Linked DNA regions of Zea mays: region 1 is linked to region 2. A link is a contact called in public Hi-C data. All regions are on one chromosome and are shown on one strand. Each heading gives the region's core, a stretch centred on a gene start, on an enhancer-like site or on the middle of the called end of the contact. The rest is flanking DNA. Distances are from core to core; before and after follow the strand shown.

The links. Hi-C and Micro-C count contacts between places; a contact is called where the count stands out from the background.
Region 1: a contact with region 2 is called in a Hi-C map of leaf, with 5 times the contacts expected there. The contact joins the promoter of LOC100274042 here to the promoter of LOC100275484 in region 2. A contact is called at or near these places in 3 of 25 Hi-C or Micro-C datasets (all in leaf).

Annotation. Positions count from the first base shown.
Region 1 is chr7:177,305,055-177,309,635 of Zm-B73-REFERENCE-NAM-5.0, forward strand. LOC100274042 reads left to right here and starts at 1,281. Exons shown (of 12, transcript NM_001148423.1): 1 at 1,281-1,576; 2 at 2,448-2,530; 3 at 2,950-3,079; 4 at 3,216-3,289; 5 at 3,454-3,540; 6 at 3,639-3,763; 7 at 3,894-3,954; 8 at 4,128-4,181; 9 at 4,266-4,343; 10 at 4,463-4,568. The coding sequence starts at 1,396.
Region 2 is chr7:177,154,560-177,159,600 of Zm-B73-REFERENCE-NAM-5.0, forward strand. It overlaps LOC100275484, which reads right to left and starts at 2,439. Exons shown (of 4, transcript NM_001149547.2): 1 at 1,905-2,439; 2 at 1,558-1,821; 3 at 682-1,194; 4 at 1-413. The coding sequence starts at 2,315. The coding sequence ends at 682. It overlaps LOC103634409 (BTB/POZ and MATH domain-containing protein 1), which reads left to right and starts at 3,317. Exons shown (of 1, transcript XM_008655935.3): 1 at 3,317-4,417. The coding sequence starts at 3,317. The coding sequence ends at 4,360.

The sequences.
Region 1 (4,581 bases), core at 31-2,530, 150 kb after region 2:
TATTTTTTTATTAAAATACAAATAAACTCTTAATACATTTATACTTTTATAATAGTACCTTTTATGATAAATCGGTGCATATAAATATTAGGTTTCTAAACTAAATAACAAAATAATTATTTGTAGTCAAAATTATATAAGTTTGATTTGAATCTTGTCTAAAAAGACAATTAGCACACGAGAGAGAGAGAGAGTAGAGGTTTTAGTCAGTTTTAGCTCCTCTTTAGGGATAAAGGAGGTAAAACATTTTAGTCACTTTTAGTTCATTGTGTTTGGAAATTTAGCTCCTAAACTGACTAAAGTTTAATTAGTTTAGGGCATGTTTGGTTACTTTAGTCCAGGAACTAAAGTTTAGTTAGGATACTAAAGTTTAGTCCCTACCTATTTGATTATAGAGACTAAAAGTATTCAAATACATTAATAGTCATAAGAGAACTAAAATATTCCTTAGCATTCTTTCGTTATTAGTGTAACTGAAATAAATGAGGGGCAAAATGTGGAATTTATATGATTTAGTCCATTTTAGTCACCCTTTAAAAGACTATAGACTAAAATAATTTAGTTCCTGTTTTAGTCCTACCATTTGGTAATTTAGGGACCCTCAAACCAAACGGGCTTTATTTTAGTTAAGGGATTCAAACATGTCCATAAACTATTTATAGCGAGCTGAACTTGGTACCATTACGAATTACAATTGCCGTTAGGATTCCTCCAAGGAAAGCTATGCGGCTAGGGCAATTGCGGTACACCTCCCAATAAAAAGCTGCTGCACCTCCCATCACAAATGAAGCCCGACAGGAGACACCAACCACAACGGCACACCCTGCAGCAGCCAGAGCACACACAGCTGAAGTGCAATGCAATGGGCCAATGGCGGGCCGCCGAGATCGTTTTGATTCCCCCTTCACCAAAAGCGGTGAATAATGCAAGTATGCACCGCAATCACGGTTTTCCCATGCCATTTTTCACTTTCTTTCTCCTCCTCCTATCTCCACCTCCACCACCGTCCACCGCCTCCCAGTAATTCCGTTTCCACCGACCGGCTTCTCCGCTTCTCCCATTTCATTCCGGGAGATACTTTACTTCACGCACCTGTAACGCCGCACCATTGCACCAACACCAGGCAACGGCACGCCGCGTTATGCGTTACACGTCGCAGCTAGCACTAGCACTGTACACTACAGAAACCTCCATTGCCAGCCAGCTGCGCAGTGCGCTTGCCTCTGCTGCGTATAAAGTTTCTTCCTTCCTTGGCCGCTTCTGCGCTCGCCTCCCTTCTCCTCCCCCATCCTCTCCCTTGTGGTTCTAGATCCACTCCTCCCCGTGCTCACTGCTCATCCGCGAACAGGTTGAGCGGGGACGCCGTGGAGGGGCGAGGGGGAGCCAGATTGAGCCATGGCCTCCTCCTGGGTTCTTGCCCTGGTTCTTGCGCTGTCGGCAGGCGCAAGCCTGGCGCGTGGCTCAGAGCCGTGGTGGAACGAGACACAGGTGTACGCCACCACCGCCAACTCCGGTGGCGGCAACGGCGTCTTCGTCGGCCTCACGCTCATCCAGTCGGCGGCGGCCAAGGGAGCGGGTAATTCCTCTGGTTCCAGCTCCTGCAGCGGGATTGTGCCATTATTTAATCTGTATATATTTTGTTGCGAAGACTAGTTTTTTTTTATCAGCAGCCACGCCCACGCGAGTTCTTGGGTTCAGTCACTGGGTCGAGACTCGAGAGTGTGTTCTTTGATTGGGTCATTGAGTTGTGTGAACTGTGAAGCATGTTCCGACAGTGTTGACCTTGGTTGGTCAGCGCATCTATATAATAGATTGGATTGTGATTTCCCGTTTCGTTTCTCTCTCTCCCTCTTCCGTTTCGCCATCTGTTTGGTCCTAGCACTGATCCTGATCCTGACAAATGTATGGGTGTGGATCTAGCCATGCCACTGCCACCGTTGGTGGTTGTCATGATGAACTATTGTTTTCTTTTTTATCTTTCATGATGAATTATTGTTACCTGATTGGGGCAAAAGGAACTCAAAACTATCAATTGCATGTGGTTTCTAGCATGTGTCTAGGACTCTAGGTGATTGCCAACTGACTATTGCAAATACCAAACAATTCGTTTATTTGCTTGTATTGCTCCAGATTTGAACTTGCTGTAAGGTGGCGTTCGCTTTCCTTTTCTTGATCTATTTCAGATATACTTTTCGTGTGAATTTACTAAATCAGAATTTGAAAGATCTATGCACACCTTTGTTAATCAAAGTGTCGGGTATCAATTTCATTAGAATTTTTAAAGTAATAGCTAGATTCCCCAGCAAGTCGATGTACCAGAACTTTATACGCTTGAAGTAGTTCAGCTCAATTCTGGTCAGAATTCCAGTGCTGGAAATTTTAGTCTAGCTTGTAGCAGGGCAGTGCTGGTAATGGTTGATGCTTACTTCTTGTGATAACCATTACAGTGTGCTTGGATGGAAGCTTACCAGGTTACCACCTCCACAGAGGGTTTGGATCAGGAGCAAACAGTTGGCTCGTCAATCTCGAGGTGAGGAACACCACATATTTCGCATAGGCGTGGGGTCACAGATAAACTTATGAAAATGGCACTTCGTATGTTGCACTATGCCAGTTAGGGTTAGGGCATGTATAGTGAAGAGACACCAAAACGGTTCTCCAAGCACAAGAGACAACTAAGAGACTCTATTATACAATAAATGTAGTCTATTAATAAATACAGAACTAAATGCGCTTGTACAACATCGGATCAATAGAACAGACGACAAATTCATACAGTGGAAGGTGAGTCGTCTGTTGCTACTTGGGTTACGAGTTAGATGAGTCTCTTCACGGAGACGGCTCCACGATTTTTTTTTGCAAATAACCCCTTTAAACATCTCAAGAGCCTCTATATTAATCACCACTGTACATGCCCTAACATCTCCTTGTAACTGAAATTGTATTCAGGGTGGAGGCTGGTGCAATGATCGCAGCAGCTGTGTGTTCCGCAAGGGCAGTCGTCGTGGATCATCAAATCACATGGAGAGGCAACTCCAGTTTACAGGGATATTGAGTAACAAACCTGAAGAGAATCCCGGTATTGTTCTTAGCAAACCTGCCTCGTGGTTCTTTTTGTTTTTAGATTTCTACTGTGATTTTGTTCACACTAAAAAAATCTGTTGATTATTAGTTATCATCTGTGGTTGTGTGATTGTTATTATATTTTCTCTTAGATTTCTACAACTGGAATAGAGTGAAGGTCCGGTACTGTGATGGTGGATCTTTCACTGGTGATGGCTCTGATGCGGTTAGTGAAATTCTGTCTCATGTCGCCACATTTTGTTTCCTTATTAGTTCAGGACACAAACTAAATGTGCGTGCCATGGGATGCAACTCCAAAAATCTATCCTTGCTTTGTTTTGTTTACTGAACCACAACAATTCACTGTCTGATTTCCTTCTTTTTCTTTAGGCTGCAGGCCTTTATTTCCGAGGTCAGCGCATTTGGCAGGCCGCTATGGATGACCTAATGGCCCAAGGAATGCGTTATGCTAATCAGGTATTTACACTTAATTTCCCCTACTCTTCTGTTACTCATTTTTCTTTAGCTTTTCAGAGGTCATTTTCATGTCCCTGATGCAATTTATCGTATACCAGGCCCTTCTTTCTGGATGCTCTGCCGGTGGTGTTTCTACCATACTTCACTGTGATGAATTCCATGGATTGTTTCCCTCGAATACCAGAGTCAAATGCCTAGCTGATGCTGGAATGTTTCTTGACACGTATGCTCACACAAATAAATGAAACCTTTTCGATATTTTATCTTAATCAAAGTCATTATTTGCTACCATGATGAAATTGTGATCACTCCAAGTGTATATTGGTGTGAATTGGTCCTTTAATCATTTGCAGTGTTGATGTTTCTGGCCGTCGGGAAATGAGATCCTTTTTCAATGGCATTGTGAGATTGCAGGTGTGCACCACTTTGTGAGCCATAGCTTTTTATTTTTGTTTTTAGTAAGAGCTTCTTCTTGCTATCAATGCTACTTCTACGGTTCTACAGCGATGTATCTGCTCTATCAGAATATTTTGTGCCAATAGCAGTAACTTCATTTTTGTCCTGATTGCCCTTCACCTAAAACCCAGGGTTCTGGAAGAAGCTTGCCTAGGTCTTGCACCTCACACATGGACAAAACCTCGGTAATACAAACATCAAATAATATCTATCGGAGATAGAGCTTGTGAAGTTTTCTTTTCCTAACTTCTTTGCTGTGCTTCCTACAGTGCTTTTTCCCCCAGAATGTGTTGCCAACCATCCGAACCCCAACTTTTGTTTTGAACACTGCCTATGACGTGTGGCAGGTACTTGTTATGTGCATAGCATTACACTATAATTGATCTGGACTCTCGAATTGAGATTGAAAGTGTAAATAAGGGGAAAAAAGGTTGATTGAAGTAACTAATGATCCTGTGTTTTCCAGCTTCAACAAAGTGTGGCCCCTAGAACAGCTGATCCCCAAGGTCTTTGGTCAAAGTGTAGGACGAACCATGCCTTCTGTAATAGCAACCAGCTCCAGTTTTTGCAAGGTGTTTCATTGAT
Region 2 (5,041 bases), core at 1,189-3,688:
TTCGCTTCTACAGTTCTCTTCAAGCTTGAAAGTACACGGTTCAAGTTTCAGATTTACATAACAAATACATACATAAGATGTACAAAACATGGTCCAGTGAGTATGAGTGCATACTTTGATCTTTCAATGTAGCCTAGGAGACAAAATTATGAGTAACAATGATGGCATGATCTTCCATTGTAGCCTAGGAGACAAAATTATCGGTACCAATGATGGCATGGAAAGCATAAAAGGGAGATCCCAAGAAAAGAAGTTCCTTTAGAAAAAAAAGGGAAGCCACGCCAGTAAATATCATTGTATTAAGCATCCGGTGGAAGCCCATGGTCAGTTGATAACGAAGCCGAACAACACACCCTCGATGATCTGCTTCTTTAAAACATTTTTTTTAAAACGCAGTAGGTCTGGTCCTGGATCTGTAATGTTATATAACAGAACAGTGTGAGATCGTGTTTGGTGATTATTAAACAAAGTATAAATCGAGCTTAAAAACATTGAGGACCCAAACAAGTTTTGTACTGAACTAAAATGTTTGATATACTGAACTAAAATGTTTGATAAATAAATCAACAGGAGTATAGCCACTGTGTTTTTTTTATCTCAATGCAGCAACATTGTTTGATATACTGAACTAAAATGTTCAAGAGTTGAAATGAGAAACCTAACATGCATCAGTTTTATTACCTAGCTTTCTGTCCCTTCCTGTCTCGTTCCTTTGTAGGGTCCCTGTTTAGTTTCACCAGTCGGAGTGTTCCTCTGAGGTGAATACCCTGCAGGAAGCTTCTCTATTCCTTTTCTGATGATGGATTTTTTCATACTTGTTTCTCCAGGGGAATGTTTTGGAAACTTCAATTTAACATCGAGATATGATCCAGAAACCGTGGCAGTAGAGTACATAACCGCAGACCCCTTGCTACTTTCTGGAGCAAGAATCGCTTGTTCTTCTTCGCTGACTTCATATGTTTCAGCGTACTGAACATGTTCGGAGATGGCATTAGAAGACGCATCAATTTGCTCGTTTGACTCTAGTATCCGGTGAGCAACATATTGTGGTGTGGGTGCCCTGCATCTTTTATCAGCATCGAAGGTTTCGCTGTGAGGCGGTTTCAGTTTATCTGTAACCTCCTGGGACAGTTCATGCTTTGCATCTTGAACACAACAACCAACTCCACTGTCCGCATATTCTTCGAAAGCAAGCTGTGAATTGCATATCACACACAAGTCAAAACCTTGAACACTGGTTTGCAGGTGAATAAAAGGTCAACAGATCAATGTATTCCGTATGGAATTTGAATCACAAGTAGAAATAATGTCAAATCTGCGCACGTGAATGCTCACAAGCAAACCCAAAAAGTTAGAATGCAAGAATCTCACATCCATGTTAGATTAGTGATGGAAGCTTAGTCACTGAAGTGTTGACATGAGGAAATTCAGAGGTTAAACAGCAAACGTGCTATTTGATATCTGCAGTGAGCAGAGCTAGTAGAGTGACTCATTGCAGGTAGATCAACAGCTCTTTCTTCGCAGACAGTATGATCATGAAGCAGACGCTGAGCTCACCGAAACAAACTGATCGCCAGGCAGCTGCAGAGCTTTCTCCTTGCTTCCAGCAACATTCTCTTCCTCGCTCTCCTGCTTCTCATCTGGCTCATTCGCAAGGATAACAAAGTCCTCCTCCAAATCCTCATCCCCCGACTCAACGGCCGTCGAATCGCTCCCGTCAAGCAGCCTGGTGACATCCAGGTCAATAGCCTCCTCAGCCCGACTAGCCGCGACCACCGCAACCTCCCCGGAACCAAGCGGGGTACTAGTGAAGTCGTACGCCTGCACGACGCGCGAACGAGTTAGGCACCTCGGAAGGCACACGAAACAGCGCGGGATGCTGATGGAAGCAGATACGGATGGACCTTCACGTCCACGGGAAGGCCGGAGCGTGCGAGGCGGCGGCTGGGGAGGAATACGGCCGAAGAACCCCCGCCGCCGGTGGAGGAGAGGGAGGGGCGGAGCTCGCGGAGGTGGGCGAGGTAGTCGTAGCCGTCGTCGGGGAGGCCGAGCTCCATGATCTCTCGGCGGACGTGCTCGGGCAGGGGGGACCCGCCCTCGTCGGTCGAGGTGGAGGAGGACGGGTCGGGCTCGCCGCCGTCTCCCCTGACGGCGGTGGAGGACGAGAGACCATCATCGTCTGCGAACCCGGGGACGGAGTAGGGGTTGTCGTCGACGCGTACGAAGACGCGTTCGGAGGCATCGGCAGCCCCGGGGCGCGGGCAGAGGCGGAACGTGGCGAAGTTGCGGGGCTTGCGGTTGCGGCCTCGGCCCATGGCGTCCACGACCACGACGGCGGCGGGAGAGGAAGGCGAGGCGCGGCGCAGACAGACGGCGCAGACAGACACAGGCCACAGCTGCGTTGCGTTGGATGGACTGGGCTGTCATGGCAGTTTTTTTTGTTATCTTCTGGTGGGCTGGGCTTCCCGAGATGGCCAGCTTCGAGTTTACAAGCTGAAAGGAGACCTGGCCTCAAAAAGAATTTTTCAGTAATTTTAAAAGACAATCCAAGTACGGTAACGCCTTATCCTAATTCCTAACCCTTCCAACTTCTGCAAATGGTACTTAAGTATGCGCAACATGTTAAAATTTGGTTGGATTTTTGATATTCACAAATTTTGTTGTAAAAATTCTTTCAAAATATTATCCAAATATTTGATTTCAACAGAGTTTAGAATAACACATTATACTCACAAACATAGGGGCAAATTCATATAAAAAGCTTAATTTTAGCTAAACTGACATGGTTTAACTCCTCTGAGCGGAACATGGGCAAACTTTCCAATCGTTTTGAAAGACCGGGAAAAAGTCACAACGTTCAGGTCTAGTTTGGAAACAAGAAAATTAGAAGGGATTGAGAGAGTTAAAATATCTTTGTATTTAATATTAAATATAAAGTGGATTCTAGGTCTCTTGTCCCTTCCAATTCTCTTGCCCCTAAACTGTCTCTAAATGAAGGGAAAATTACAATTAAACTTGAAAAATATAAGTGCCCATAAAACTACGCTGAGCGAGGAACTGTACACATTACAGCTGCTATCTCACCAAATTAACCGCACTAAAGTAAGCAACGCAAACAATATTACTCCTTGTAGGTCTCTCGTCCCTTCCAATTCCTTGTTTTGTTGCGGAGACGGTCCATCTCCACTACTTGGATCATCGTTCTTGGCTGCTCGGAGCTCCAGGCGTCGGACTCAGTCCCGTAGGCGCCACACCCGATTCTCAAATGACCATAGTTACGTGCTAGGCGTCTCTATTTATATCTACTGTTGTATCTATGGCCGGCCTCCTGCCCCAGCATCCAGCTACTGTAGACATGAGTGACAGCGTGCTCATCAGTTCCTGTTTCACACATAAATTCAAGATCAACTATGTGGAGACGGAGAAGGTCGCCGTCGAGCACTCAGTCAGGTCGGAGCAAATCCTCGCCGGTGGGCACCTCTGGAGGATCATCTGCTTCCCGCGTAGGATCGGAGGTATGAAAGAGAGCAACGTTGAGTACCTATCTATATACCTCTGTCATGAGAGCGAATCCAAAGACGTCAAAGCTGTCTTCGAGGCCTTTGTAATGTACAAAGAAGGCACTCCATCTTTGGCCCATAAGAAAAAGCTGGTGCACGTTTTCTCACCCAAGGCCGGCGGCAGGCACATCCATGGTTGGCCTTGCTTCGTGGAGCGAAGCGTCCTACAGTCGTTCTACGTGACGAATTCTGGCTCGTTCGTCATCGTGGGAGCCGTCAAAGTTTTGCAGGAGGACCCTCTCGACGTGCCGCCCTCCAACCTCGGGATCCATCTCGGCGGCCTCCTGCTGGGCTCCACGGACGGTTCCGACGTTTCGTTCGTTGTCGGCGGCGAGAGGTTCGCTGCTCACCGGGCCGTGCTTGCCGCCCGCTCGCCGGTCTTCAAGGCGCAGTTCTTCGGCTCCATGGCGGAAGCCACCATGTCGTCCATCACCTTGCATGGCATCACGGCAGCGACGTTCAAGGCCATGCTCCGCTTCGTGTACACCGATGCGTGTCCTGAAGAAGCCCCCAGCGAGGCGTTTCAGGACCTGCTCGCTGCTGCTGACCGGTTCCAGTTGGATCGCTTGAAGATCCTGTGCGCGAGCAAGCTGTGGAATAATGTCTCGGTGGATACAGTTTCTGCTACGTTGATCTGTGCCGAAATATATAACTGCCCACAGCTGAAAAGGAAGTGCATTGGGTTCTTCGGGGAGGGGAAGGGCTTCAAGACGAAGGCTGTGTTAACGGATGGTTTTGCTCAGCTGTCGCAGCAGTTCCCGTCCATTCTTGATGAGCTGAGGAAGAAGGTTGGAGCATAGTAGAGATCAGCGGCATGCTAGCCAATAATGGCTGTATTACTAGAGCTTTACGGTATTTTTGACGAGTTCGGCAAATGCTATCCAAAGTCTATTGAAAAGTGCTTGAGTTCTCTGTTTTTTAAATGTCTCACTGTTATGTTACTACCATTGTTTTTTTTACACGAAGACATTGCGCTATTTCCATTCATCCAAATAGAAATACACAAGGTGACCGAAGGAAAGACGGTTTTAAAGTTCACAGCCAAACCAACATCGCCTCCAAAAGACATAAAAGCTTAAGTATCAGGAGAAGCTATTCCCAGTATCATATTTCAATATCCAAAAGTATTACATACAATATGAAGTATGGTATTGGTAAAAAATACACCAAACATTAGATTTAGATAGAGTAAAGCACCAGTTTCGTACGTCTGTTCTTCTTCCCTGCTTCTTACGTAACTGTTGGGGGCTTTTACAGGTCATCGCTGTCGGTCCGTGCTTTTTTATGGTGCGGTCCCTGTCCGTGATGCAAATGGATGCCACGTGTTGAATGCAAATAGTAAAAAATAAAGCTTTGGCCATCCCCTTACGATGTTAATCTTTTTTGGTTAAACTTGTCTGTTAATGCGACACAATATGTTATTGGTGGTGCTAGAGGTTCTGAATTCGAATCTGGGCAACACAGCCAAACAGAATTATTGT